2 separate regions of the Drosophila melanogaster genome follow, and region 1 is linked to region 2. Evidence: chromatin contacts called from public Hi-C data. All regions are on one chromosome and are shown on one strand. The core of a region is the stretch at or near the end of the contact, and the rest is flanking DNA. Distances in the headings are between cores, read along the strand shown.

Region 1 (5,318 bases), core at 2,511-5,010, 160 kb after region 2:
CAGGATCCCCCAATGTAAGGAAAGGTCACCACTCGTACGTTGGAAGCTCGTTGGTTTCTTTCACTAGACGTTGCGTGCTAGCGGAATGTTCATCACATTTCGCTTGGTTTGCGCCCTGATCGTCGCGGGGCTACCTCCGATAGCCCCCGCACGGTCGCCCAGAAAAGTCCGTCCGAAATTCGACCACATTCGCTCGAACTTCTGTTTAAATTTTAGGTTAGGCACCTGATCCAAAGCAACCATTTTTTGTTCGATTATTCGGAACGCATCTGTCGACTCAGACGGTGTCTTACGGCAAAGACGGGCTGAATTCCCGAGAATTTATGTTTTCGTCGACCTAGGAAGTACCGACTGCGGTACGGAAAGCCGAGCGGTGTTGTTCACATTCCCGTCAATACCCTACCCCTCGACAGCACTTAAAGCCGACACACGCGCTAAAATAGTTAGTTATTTTACAATATTTATATTGAAATAATTTCGTAAACATTACTCAGGATTGTTTCGGGATACTTTCCAAGTTATATTATTATTTGGGAATAATTATGATAATTGTATGGGAATAATTAATAATAATAGAAATTCAAAGAAGCGTAATGCAATTAAACTAAAAAAATAGGAGGAAAAGAAAAAATAGTGGAAAAGAAATGAAAAGAAAAACGCATAAATAAATTTAAATAAAATATTTATAAATATTTTTATTTATGTGCTACTTTGTGAGTTGTGATAAATATCTAAGAAAACACTGAAGATCCCAATCCCTACTTTTTTTATATATTTTTTATTCCACATAATTGTACGATGCATGTATGTTAGAAAAAAAGAAAGAAGCAATGTATATTAAAAAAATTCAAGGAAACTGTTTCTCTGTTCTGTGGCAAATGAAGCACTCTTTAATACCTCTTTTTCTCGACGCGTTCCCAAACTTTTGAAATTTTGTTTGTTTAATGCATGCTGGTGTTTATAATAGTCTATTAATACGTACACTGCACGGACATTTTTGAACACGAACACTACAACTACAATCTATATTTTATTCTTTTTATATGAATAATATTAATGCTGATTATTAAAAAAAAAAATTACAAAATCACAAAATGAATTTTTATAATTGTGTTACATTCAAAGGCTATACCAGATCTTAATTCGGATCAATCTTCAGTTTGTACCTCGCCCACACAAAACCTCAACAAATAAAAAAAAAACCCTAGCCAAGATCTTGGTGCCATGTCAAGATATCTATCAATTTATCTATCTACCTACCTATCGTTCTATGACTCAAAAAAAAAACTTCTAATAAATACATCTTTGATGGAAGGAAGTATGTAGAGTAAATTACCGTTGCCACTACAAAAGTAATGTTACTTTTGCTTCAATCTGAGACTATCGCTTTTCCCTAAGTAATGGAAGCGTGTTCTGGTCGTCATGATACCCAAAGTCGGCTAACCTCTAACATAGATAGACTTATACCGCCCAATAAGTTTGCTTTCAACCTTATCAAAGATTTTTGAACAAACGTATAAATGCCCAATAAAGAACGGAAATCAGAAAATGCGTACTCAATACAACAACGATCCATAGTATTACAGATTCAAACTTTCACTTGTTACTGGCACGCTGCTGACCACGTCTGAACAGATAACGCCTTTATGACAGGTATTTTTTATGTTATTTAAGAATTGGCACTAATGGCATTGCAGGACGTCATTCTTTTTGTGTGGAAGTTCGACGTGAATCTTCGAGCTTCGTTTTGTCGGCTTCTGGGTCTATTAATATTCCCCACTGTGTCGCGAACTGAAGCCAGGATCGACAAGACTGTTCACCCAGCAAAACAATACTCGTACATATATATCTAATATGGCCAGAATCGCTTACATCTACTTGTTGCATACTTTTCAACGAACCAGTGTACTTTTTATTTTACGAGTAACGGTTATAAACTTAGCTGCTCTACGAGTTCGACGAACCTTGTGTACCTTTTACTTTATGAGTACCGGGTATAAAAGTCGAGTTCCCCGACGGTCACTTACCGATGGAAAAAGTTATAGAAAACAAACGTGAATGTTTTTTTAATGGTGTTGTCAACTAAAAAAATGAATATAGAAATTCTTGTTAAAATACGCATCGTGTGATATATCACTGCTAAAAATGAATTTTATTTAAAAAGCCCTTGTAGTCTTTAAATGTTGACTTCGAAAATTGAGATCACGTCGGGGTCACCTAATATTTATGCCTAATAACCTAATAATATGCCACATACATATTACATATTGGCATAAATATTAGGTGACCCCGACGTGATCTCAATTTTCGAGTTAAAATTAAAATTTAAAAAATTTGAGTTAATTTTAGTTAAAATGTATAAGAACGCACAAATAGCTTATATTATTGTAAATGTATGTTCTGTTTTATTCGGAGATATAGACCCGACTGAGCGAAAGCTTGTTCTCAAAACATTAACCTATAGATATATGCTTACAAAACTTTGCAAGGTTGAAATTTGAAAATTATAAATCTACAAACATAGTCCGATTTGTATGAGCGTTTCCAATCGCAATTTAGGGGTCTTGAGAAAATGAAATCATGTAAAGTAGCTCGATCTTAAAGAATTTAAGAACATAAGTTCTTTTGAAAAGCCCTCAATATTAAACGTGCATTTTATACTGAACTGAACCGAAGTTTGATATTTGTACAACTTGTCATTAGAATGGTATTTTCTAATGATTTGGGGTACTTGTGTGACTACGTGCAGTTGTCCGGCTCCCGAAAAAAGTTTAAGTTTGACTTGTCCGATAGCTACGGTCAACGGCTGTCTTTCTACTCCATACTATTTACTTTCGTTTAGATGTATATAGGCTTAATACAATACTTAATTTTGATTACAGCTGTTTAACTAGGCCGCGGTTTCTACTCCAAGCGGCTTGAGATTTTTTACCAGCGCCTAACGCTATCAAATTCTTTATTTTGGTAAACATTTTCTTCTTCAACGGTTTCGCCTGATATCTGTTTCGTCTATTATCTAATAAATAAAGCTTATATTTGCTGCGTAGAGATTTTTGTGAACATGATCAGGCAGACAATTCGGATCGTACTCTTATTATCTCTTCTACTATAATAGAAGATACTGCAAGAATCGAGGTGTATTCGTTTAAAAAGTCTACAATTTTATTGCGTTGTCCCCGATGCAAGGCAGTTTAATATTATACTGGAAACTGGAAACACTCCTTAACTGAATTACATTCAAAAGTTCTTTAGGAAATAATCCGGGCAGGGAGATCAGTGGGTGCGTCCTCTGTAGACGTCAATGCGTTTGGGTGTGTTGCCAGCCTGCCTGCGTACCGGATGCTGTGAATGTTGATCTGATCACCAATCAGAGTTATCCGGAGCTCCCTTAGGATAGCGTAATTGATGACGTACCAAGGAAGTCCGCATGCATGCCGAGGAGCACGTGTGTGAACAGTTCTCAGCCTCTTCAGTTGGTGTTTGGAGGCCGCTCCCCATACTAGGATTTATTATAGCTTTGAAGAGGGGGACTTTCGTTGAAAGGTAAAGTTTGCTTGACAGCAGGAGCCTGTCCAGCTTTTGTAGCTTCTTAAGGCCCTATGCCTTTACAGCTGTGATATGGGCCCTCCAAAAGTTTTCGATCCAGGTGGACTCCCAGGAAACTTTAAATTTCATTCCACCATTGTAAGTTAGTGCGAATGTCACACAAGCGGACTTAGCAGTTTATAGCTGTATCCCACTTGGCTGCCCAGATTTTAATGTCGTTCAGACATTCCTGTACTGCGTTCGTGGCTGTTTGCAGCGACTTGTGGGATGGAAGCATAGCTTTGACTTCAGCGTATGTAGCCAAAAGTACCTTGGCCGAGGGAGCACTGGGGACGGAACCGGCATATCTACTGTGTAGAGGATGTACAGGAAAGTGTGCAATGGGGTGCTGAAAGAATAGCCTTAATTTTGTACAAAAACCCCTCGTGAAATACCTTGTTTTTTAAAGTCCAGAAAGACTCCCACCATTTTGGAACTTGGACCGAAAGCTGTGTATTACGTGATTAACAAGGCTGTGAAATTGTTCCAGCAGCCATGTAATGTCTAATGTCTAATATGGGGTATGTCGAAAGGTTTGCGACTTTCGCTCGGTGGCAGTCTTCCGTCAGTTGGAAGGGGGTGAAGGTGGAGAACAAATGCTCAGCAAATGGGTACGTTTTGTCACCATCTGTTTTCGGGCATATGCTGTATGTGTTCCTGTACGGGCGATTGGCAGAGCGACTGCCCCTTTATTCCTCTCGTTAACTAACAGACCGAAAAGTCGCTGCTGTTGTCAGGGCCACCTTCTTTTACAAGGGTGTCGAGGTTTTCCTGTGGTTTTTGGCAAGCATCCGACGAAGTCTGTTTGTGACACTGAGAGGGACTGCTTAGTTGCAGGATCCCCTTTCGCTATGAACTGACTCCTGAGGCTCCTTTTGAGGTTCAAAAGAGCTCTTGCCTCAGGATTTAGTATGGGTCTTCTAATAGTTTTTGGACCTTCTTGGCGCGGTGGTTGCGTAGCCGGCAGTTCACCGAACGACGGCAGCCTCGGCGTGTGTTTAAAAAATAGCATCATTTGCATGCAAATGCAGCACAAATTCACTGAAGGGATATGGTTAGACGAAAGCTCAGTCAGATCTCTTACTTATATCTGTTGGTGTCTGAAGCCCTTTGAGAGGCAAAAACCAATGGCGCTGGGAGTGGCACTCTTACAGAAGGGGTAGCAGGTAGCTTCGCCAGTAGCTACAATTTCGATGCCCTTGTCCGCTAGAAAAAAAGACAAATCATACCTCTGCCACACATTTTGTGGTTGTCCCACCATCTATGCTTGGCGTATTTTCTGCCGAAGTAACAAAATGTTTGCCTCCGCTAACCTGTAGGCTGGAAGGAGACTGCTCATTCGAGAGAGTTGATGGGAGTATATTGTAGACCTTATAAGGGTTTGCCCATTTCCGTAATTCTACAAATGTATTGCGAACAGCTGAGGAAAAGCAATATCTCGTCGACTTTCCAGGAGGCGCCGTTCGCATTCCAGGCAGCAATTGTGTGAGAAGGTGAGGGGAAGGTGCGTCAGATGGATCGCTTGCATGAGCGACTCTATAATCAACATCATCCTGTCGAGTCTCGTGAAGAGCTGTTCCCACTAAGCATCCAGAGTTGTTCTGCTTTGATCGTCCGTGTTATTAGCTCTGGCAAAAGTTTGCTTGCTAAAGGTAGGTGTAATACTTGAAGGAGGCATTGGAATAATCTTCTGTTGCTGCCTATTTTTCTTGTTGAATTGAATATATTTTCTG
Region 2 (5,675 bases), core at 410-2,909:
AAAGATCATTTACCGCTCACTAACCTCTTCCAACGAAGCACACGAGAAAAGGAAGACACGAACACCGGAAGCACAAAAGGTTTCGTCGCAAACCGATAATCATGTACTTGAGATAAGTGTTTTCCTTTGTTTTGAAACAATTTGAAATCAAAACTGAATTGCTTTATATGTTGTTCTCACTAAAATCTACATACTGTAAAATATGTATGTGTTCGTGTTCTTCGATACATTTTTATTGGAATAAAAAATATTTTTGGCGATTAAACGTCAAAGCTAAAAAACTACAACTAAATAAGTAAATTAGAATCTTACCTCAACCATAAGCACACCTTATGTTTTTCAACCCAGATTTGTGCTTATCATAACTAAGTCATTGGTATTCGGGCAGATAAATATAACAGTAACATTTACAAAAATTCACATTATATATATTACACTTCATGGTTTTGTATTTTAGCCATTTTCAGCAGTCATTTCGAACGGACCGCTAAGAGTTGTTACTATCCTAGAATAAAGTTACAAAGATTTATATGTTATAAGCAGCAGAAACATTGAGCTTACAATTGTATTGCTTCATTTATTATAGACCCAAACTCAGATAATCCGAATCAGACTAGGTGGCCAATCTCGTTTTGGATATCCAAAGTAGGAATGAGAGTATTTTCTGAGGCACACCAGATATTTTACGTAGTAACATAATCGGCAAAAGGCTGGAATGGTCTAGTCTTTTAACTGAACATTTCGAAGGCAGCTTACAGAATTGGATATCAAAGATTTTTTATTAATTTTTCTGTAATTTACAGACAGACAGAAAACAGACAGTAATAGTAGTCTCTTCCAATTGGCCTATCGACTAATTCACTTTGTGAATTTGAAATCAGGTCTATTGTTCTTATAAAAACCAAATGGCGCTGGATGTCAGATTGCATTTCAAATGTTTAAATAATGCTCTGCTTTCATTGTGATCAATATGAATGCCAAATCTCGAACTCCTCGACTAGATGCATACCCAAATCATAACCGACATTTTGCTAAACTTGACGGTTGCGGTTCTCCAGCGCAGTTAGCGCCTTACGCCACATTCTGTTGGGTCCATCGTCGTATAACACATCATCTTGGTTTCGTCGCAGAAAATTACGTTATTCCAGTAATCTTCTGGCTGATGTTGCATTTCGATAGCGAAAGTAAGCCGCTTTTCGATGTTAATTGTCGGCAGCATCGGTTTTTTTCTTGCTACCCGTGAGTGGTACTTATGACGGAGTATGGCTTGGCGCACTGTTTCGTGTCACACATCCAGATCGCAGCCCTCCTTAAGCTAATTAGCAACAGTTCTTAAAGATATTTGCGGATTTTCATAAATTTTTCGCATAGTAACTCGGTTTGAACGGTTGGAAATTTTATTTTTACGTCCTGTTCCACATTTTGATTCCAATCTGCCCTCGTTTTTGTGCGATTAATTACGTTATAAATTGTTCCCCGCGATGCAGAAAACATTTCTGACAATTCCGTGACAGATTTTCCCAAATGGTGATTATAAACTCAATCTTCTGCCAGGCATTTCTAAATTTCTCAAAACTAACTGGAGCAAAGATCACTTCACTTTCTCAACCAAATGCAACGAGTATAAAGAAATATGTAAATGACGATTCTGTACCGTTTAGTTATCGAAATTTCTCGGAATAGGAGCAAAATTGAAAACAAAAGAATTCCTTGACAGTGTCAAATCTATGCAAACTTGGTTTCAGTTGTTTTTCTTGTTCATTGTCAATAGTTTTGTTATTTTTTTTTCACATATTGATAAAAAACATATAAATAAATAGTTATCAATAAAAATAAATTCATGCCTTTTAATAAAAGGCCTTTATATTTTTGCATTGAAAGTCAAATATACAATTTATTTTCATTGTGCAAACAATTTCTTGACAAACTGTATGTACATTTTCTTTCACTGAAGTAATATTTTTGATCGCCATAGTAAAAAGGACACGAAGAATTTAAACTAACCGTACTCACAATAAGAAAATGACGAAAACAATAGAAGCAGACAGAGAAGGGCGAAAAGGTGTGGTTTATTTATTACGTTTCTGTCCAGTTGCATTTCCAATTCTTAATCGTCAAGATCGTAATTTTTTGTTGTTGTTATGCAGAAAAAGAAGCACTTAGTAATACTTATTTCCTTTGATACCTTCCGTACTTCCGACTGGGATTTTCAAGCTTACCGTTATCTGAACAGAAGAACAACGGAAAAACTATCTTGGTATAATCTGCAAAGTAAAACAAAATGCAGAACAAAATAAGTTTAAAATTACTGCAGATCAGTCAAAGTTCAGCAACGATGGCACGTGGTAAGCATATTTGCACCGAAATCAGAGTATTGATATATATAATATAATATAATATAATATAATAATTCTATAATATATATAGAATATATATACAGTTTGTCAAAAAACTGTTTACACACTGTGAACTCTTTACACAAAACACATTTAGTGTTTTGTTTAATTTATTTAGTTTAATCCTAAATTTTTAAATTATTTTATTAAAATTTTAAAAGTTTTGGTATGTAGTATGTTCCCCATTGGCTTTAGCTACAAGTTGAAGCCTTTTTTTCATGGATTGGACAAGTTTTTGCAGGTCATATTCAAACGGGATCTTTTCACAATCTTCGACTATTACAGTCATACGCTGTTGTTGTGTTTTAGGTCCCTTTTTGCCACCTTCTTCGTTAAGTAGGTCCACAAATTTTCAATGGGGTTCAGATCAGGACTCTGAGGGGGCGTATCGATCACTTTACCACAGTTATAAGGGCGCCAGGTGCGTACATTGCACTCTTTATGTTTCTGATCATGTCCTCTTAAAATATAAAATTTGGCTTGTTGTTGCTAACTAGACCAAATTTTTCTGCACTGGCCTTCAAATTTGTTTTTTAAAATTCCTAGATATTGCACGGCATTTATTGTGCTCTCAATTAAGGCTAGTTTTCCCACTCCACGGCTGGTGATACAGCCCCAAACCATTAGTGACATTTTTCCAAATTTTATCGTTAGAATGGTATTTTGTTTTTCTAGCGCACTCAACGGTTTGCGCCATACTCTGCTTGGCCCGTCGTTATAAAAGAGCATCATATTTGTTTCGTCACAAAATATGACGTCATCCCAGTACTCTTCCGCATGATCCATCATGCTCACAGCGAATGATCGACGCTTTTCAATATTGGCATCTGATAGCAAAGGGTTTTTCCTTGCAACTCTTGAAGAGTACCTATGGCGTAGGATGACTTGGCGCACAGTTTCGTGTGACACAGTTAGGTGACATTCTTGCCTGATATCCAGAGCAAGTGCTCTGACCGAGATTCGGGGGTTCGCAATCACTATTCGCATAATAAAGCGGTCTACACGCTTTTTAATATTAATTTTCCGCCCACCACCACTCTTAGGTTCAAGCCTGCCCTCTTTTTCCGAGCCTTTTAAAACATTGTAGACGGTCTTACGGGATACAGGAAACATTTATACTAATTCTGGAAAAGATTTTCCCAACTGGTGGTTATAGTTTATTAATTGGGTAACTTCAAAAGTTAATCTCTTTCCAGGCATTTTATTAAATTTAATAATTCGCTTTAAGCACGTTTGATCAGCAAAATTTAACAAGCAAAGTCAACAAATTTCAATAGAAGCGTTGTAAAAAGCAATGCAAAGCCAAAAATAACGGAAAAATCGAGTTCGTTCTAAGAAAAAGAACAAAACAAAGTAGGAAAACAAAATGTGTAAAGAGTTTCTTGACAGTCTCAAAAGTGTGTAAACTTGGAATTTGTTGTTTATTTTCTTGTATATTTAATATTTTTAATTTGTTTTTTGATTTATAAGTAAAATAAATATTGTTTAATTATATTTTATAAAAAAAAATGCGTTTAATTAAGAAAAAAAACCCTTAATTTTTAGCTTTAAAGTCAAAAATTCAACTTATTTTACAGTGTGTAAACAGTTTCTTGACAAACTGTATATATTCTATAATTCTAACCACAGATTTCAATAATCGTATGTTATTGTTTTTATAAACAAATGTAATCTATCAGTGTTTCCCCGACAGAAATAAAATAATAATAGACCCTAAATAAATTCCTAACTAATTTTATAAAATAGCTGGATCAGTTTCACTTCCATCGTTTCTGACATAAGGATGATTTTTTGATCTATCTTGACTACCTACTGTTTTGTTATGCAGTAAAATAGACGGCGGTTAAGCTAACCTTCTTAAAATATGAAAAATTTTCTCCGTAACCACGTACACTGGTTTTTTTTTTACTAAGACGTGAGTATTATTACTCTTGTCATTAAATGGCATTAAATTAACATGTATATGCGGATTTTGCGTTACAGCGTATTTTCTCAAGAGCATGAAATCAGTGAAATATATCAATAATTGTATATATGTTGTGGAAAGTCTTTGAAATTTTTTATGCATGTACATAAATAGGTACATATGGGGCCATTCTGAATCATGCCGTCATGAAGCCGGTGAACTCGTCTAAAGTTTTTTCTGAATTTTAGAGTGGTTGTCATTATGATATTCGTGTGTATTTTTAACATTGGCGTATGTACTCGTTTTTACTAATAATTTGTTCAGTAGCGAATGTATTCATTGAAATATAACATTGCATACACATGGATTTATGTATGCACATATATTTTATATACACTTTTGTATATACCAAGGGTTTATTTATGTAAATGATTTCGCATAATATATGTATTAATAAATATCTAAGTATTTATATAAAAGCAAATTTAAAATTTATTTTCATTAGTATACCTGCTTATTATATAAATTAGTGCAAAACTGTGAGGAACATACCCGGCATACACTGTGGATATCATACGAGACGGAGAAATCTTTTAAAATACTTTGGCAAGCCAGCTTATAACAATCAATCTTCAAAAATTGGGTACGTTTTTATCCATATTTATACTTAGGCACGTGCATTGATTGAATTCCACTGAATTCCAACAGTATTTGCGTGGAAAATATGTATGTCTGCAAGAACCGCCTTTTTGCAAGCGCGGCGCAAACCATCGATTAAACTCTTTTGGTTGCTCTATAACTTAATAAATTCATGCTGAAAAATATTAATTAAGTGCACACGATTAAGAAACCCACATGTTTGTACTTCTTACATTATTTGTTTTGCAGCTTTTTAATATAATACATTCTTCCTAAATTATTTTAATTAAAACATTTATAATAATCGTAAGACAGACTTTTAGCTGATTATAGAATTAGGGTAAAAGTCTTTCAAACAAAAACACCACGTATCGAGGTAAAGAGCCATCAACGCTCGCAACTGCAACATACAAGGTGTTTAATTTCAACTTTTGTCAAGAATAATAAATTACTTTCCAATAAATTATTATTATTCTTTAATTGACTTATGGGCACGATATATCAAAATAATAATTGCCATAATAGCCCTAGAGTCTTGCCAAATAAGTGAATTTTGTAGTCAAATGTAAAATACGTTTTCGTGCCAAAGTTTAAAATCAGGAACATATGAAAAATCGTTCGTAATACGATCGTAAAAAATTTTTTTTAACTCGATGTATTTTAGTTTGATATTATCAATTGCAAAAGGACACTTAATTCCTCTGCAGTCGGGACTTTAAAACAAGACAACAAGT

Evidence for each region. Hi-C and Micro-C count contacts between places; a contact is called where the count stands out from the background.
Region 1: a contact with region 2 is called in a Hi-C map of the Kc167 cell line, with 3 times the contacts expected there. A contact is called at or near these places in 4 of 107 Hi-C or Micro-C datasets (the Clone 8 cell line, the Kc167 cell line and embryo).

What each region holds. Positions count from the first base shown.
Region 1 is chr3L:23,254,976-23,260,293 of dm6, forward strand. The region is part of intron 5 of nAChRalpha4 (nicotinic Acetylcholine Receptor alpha4); the gene reads left to right. Among named protein-coding and RNA genes, the nearest start is that of lncRNA:CR46475, 22 kb to the right of the region's middle.
Region 2 is chr3L:23,095,413-23,101,087 of dm6, forward strand. It overlaps CkIIalpha (casein kinase IIalpha), which reads left to right and starts at 1,660. Exons shown (of 4, transcript NM_001300224.1): 1 at 1,660-2,062; 2 at 2,148-2,345; 3 at 4,833-4,945. It overlaps RpL10 (Ribosomal protein L10), which reads right to left and starts at 59. Exons shown (of 5, transcript NM_001275304.1): 1 at 25-59.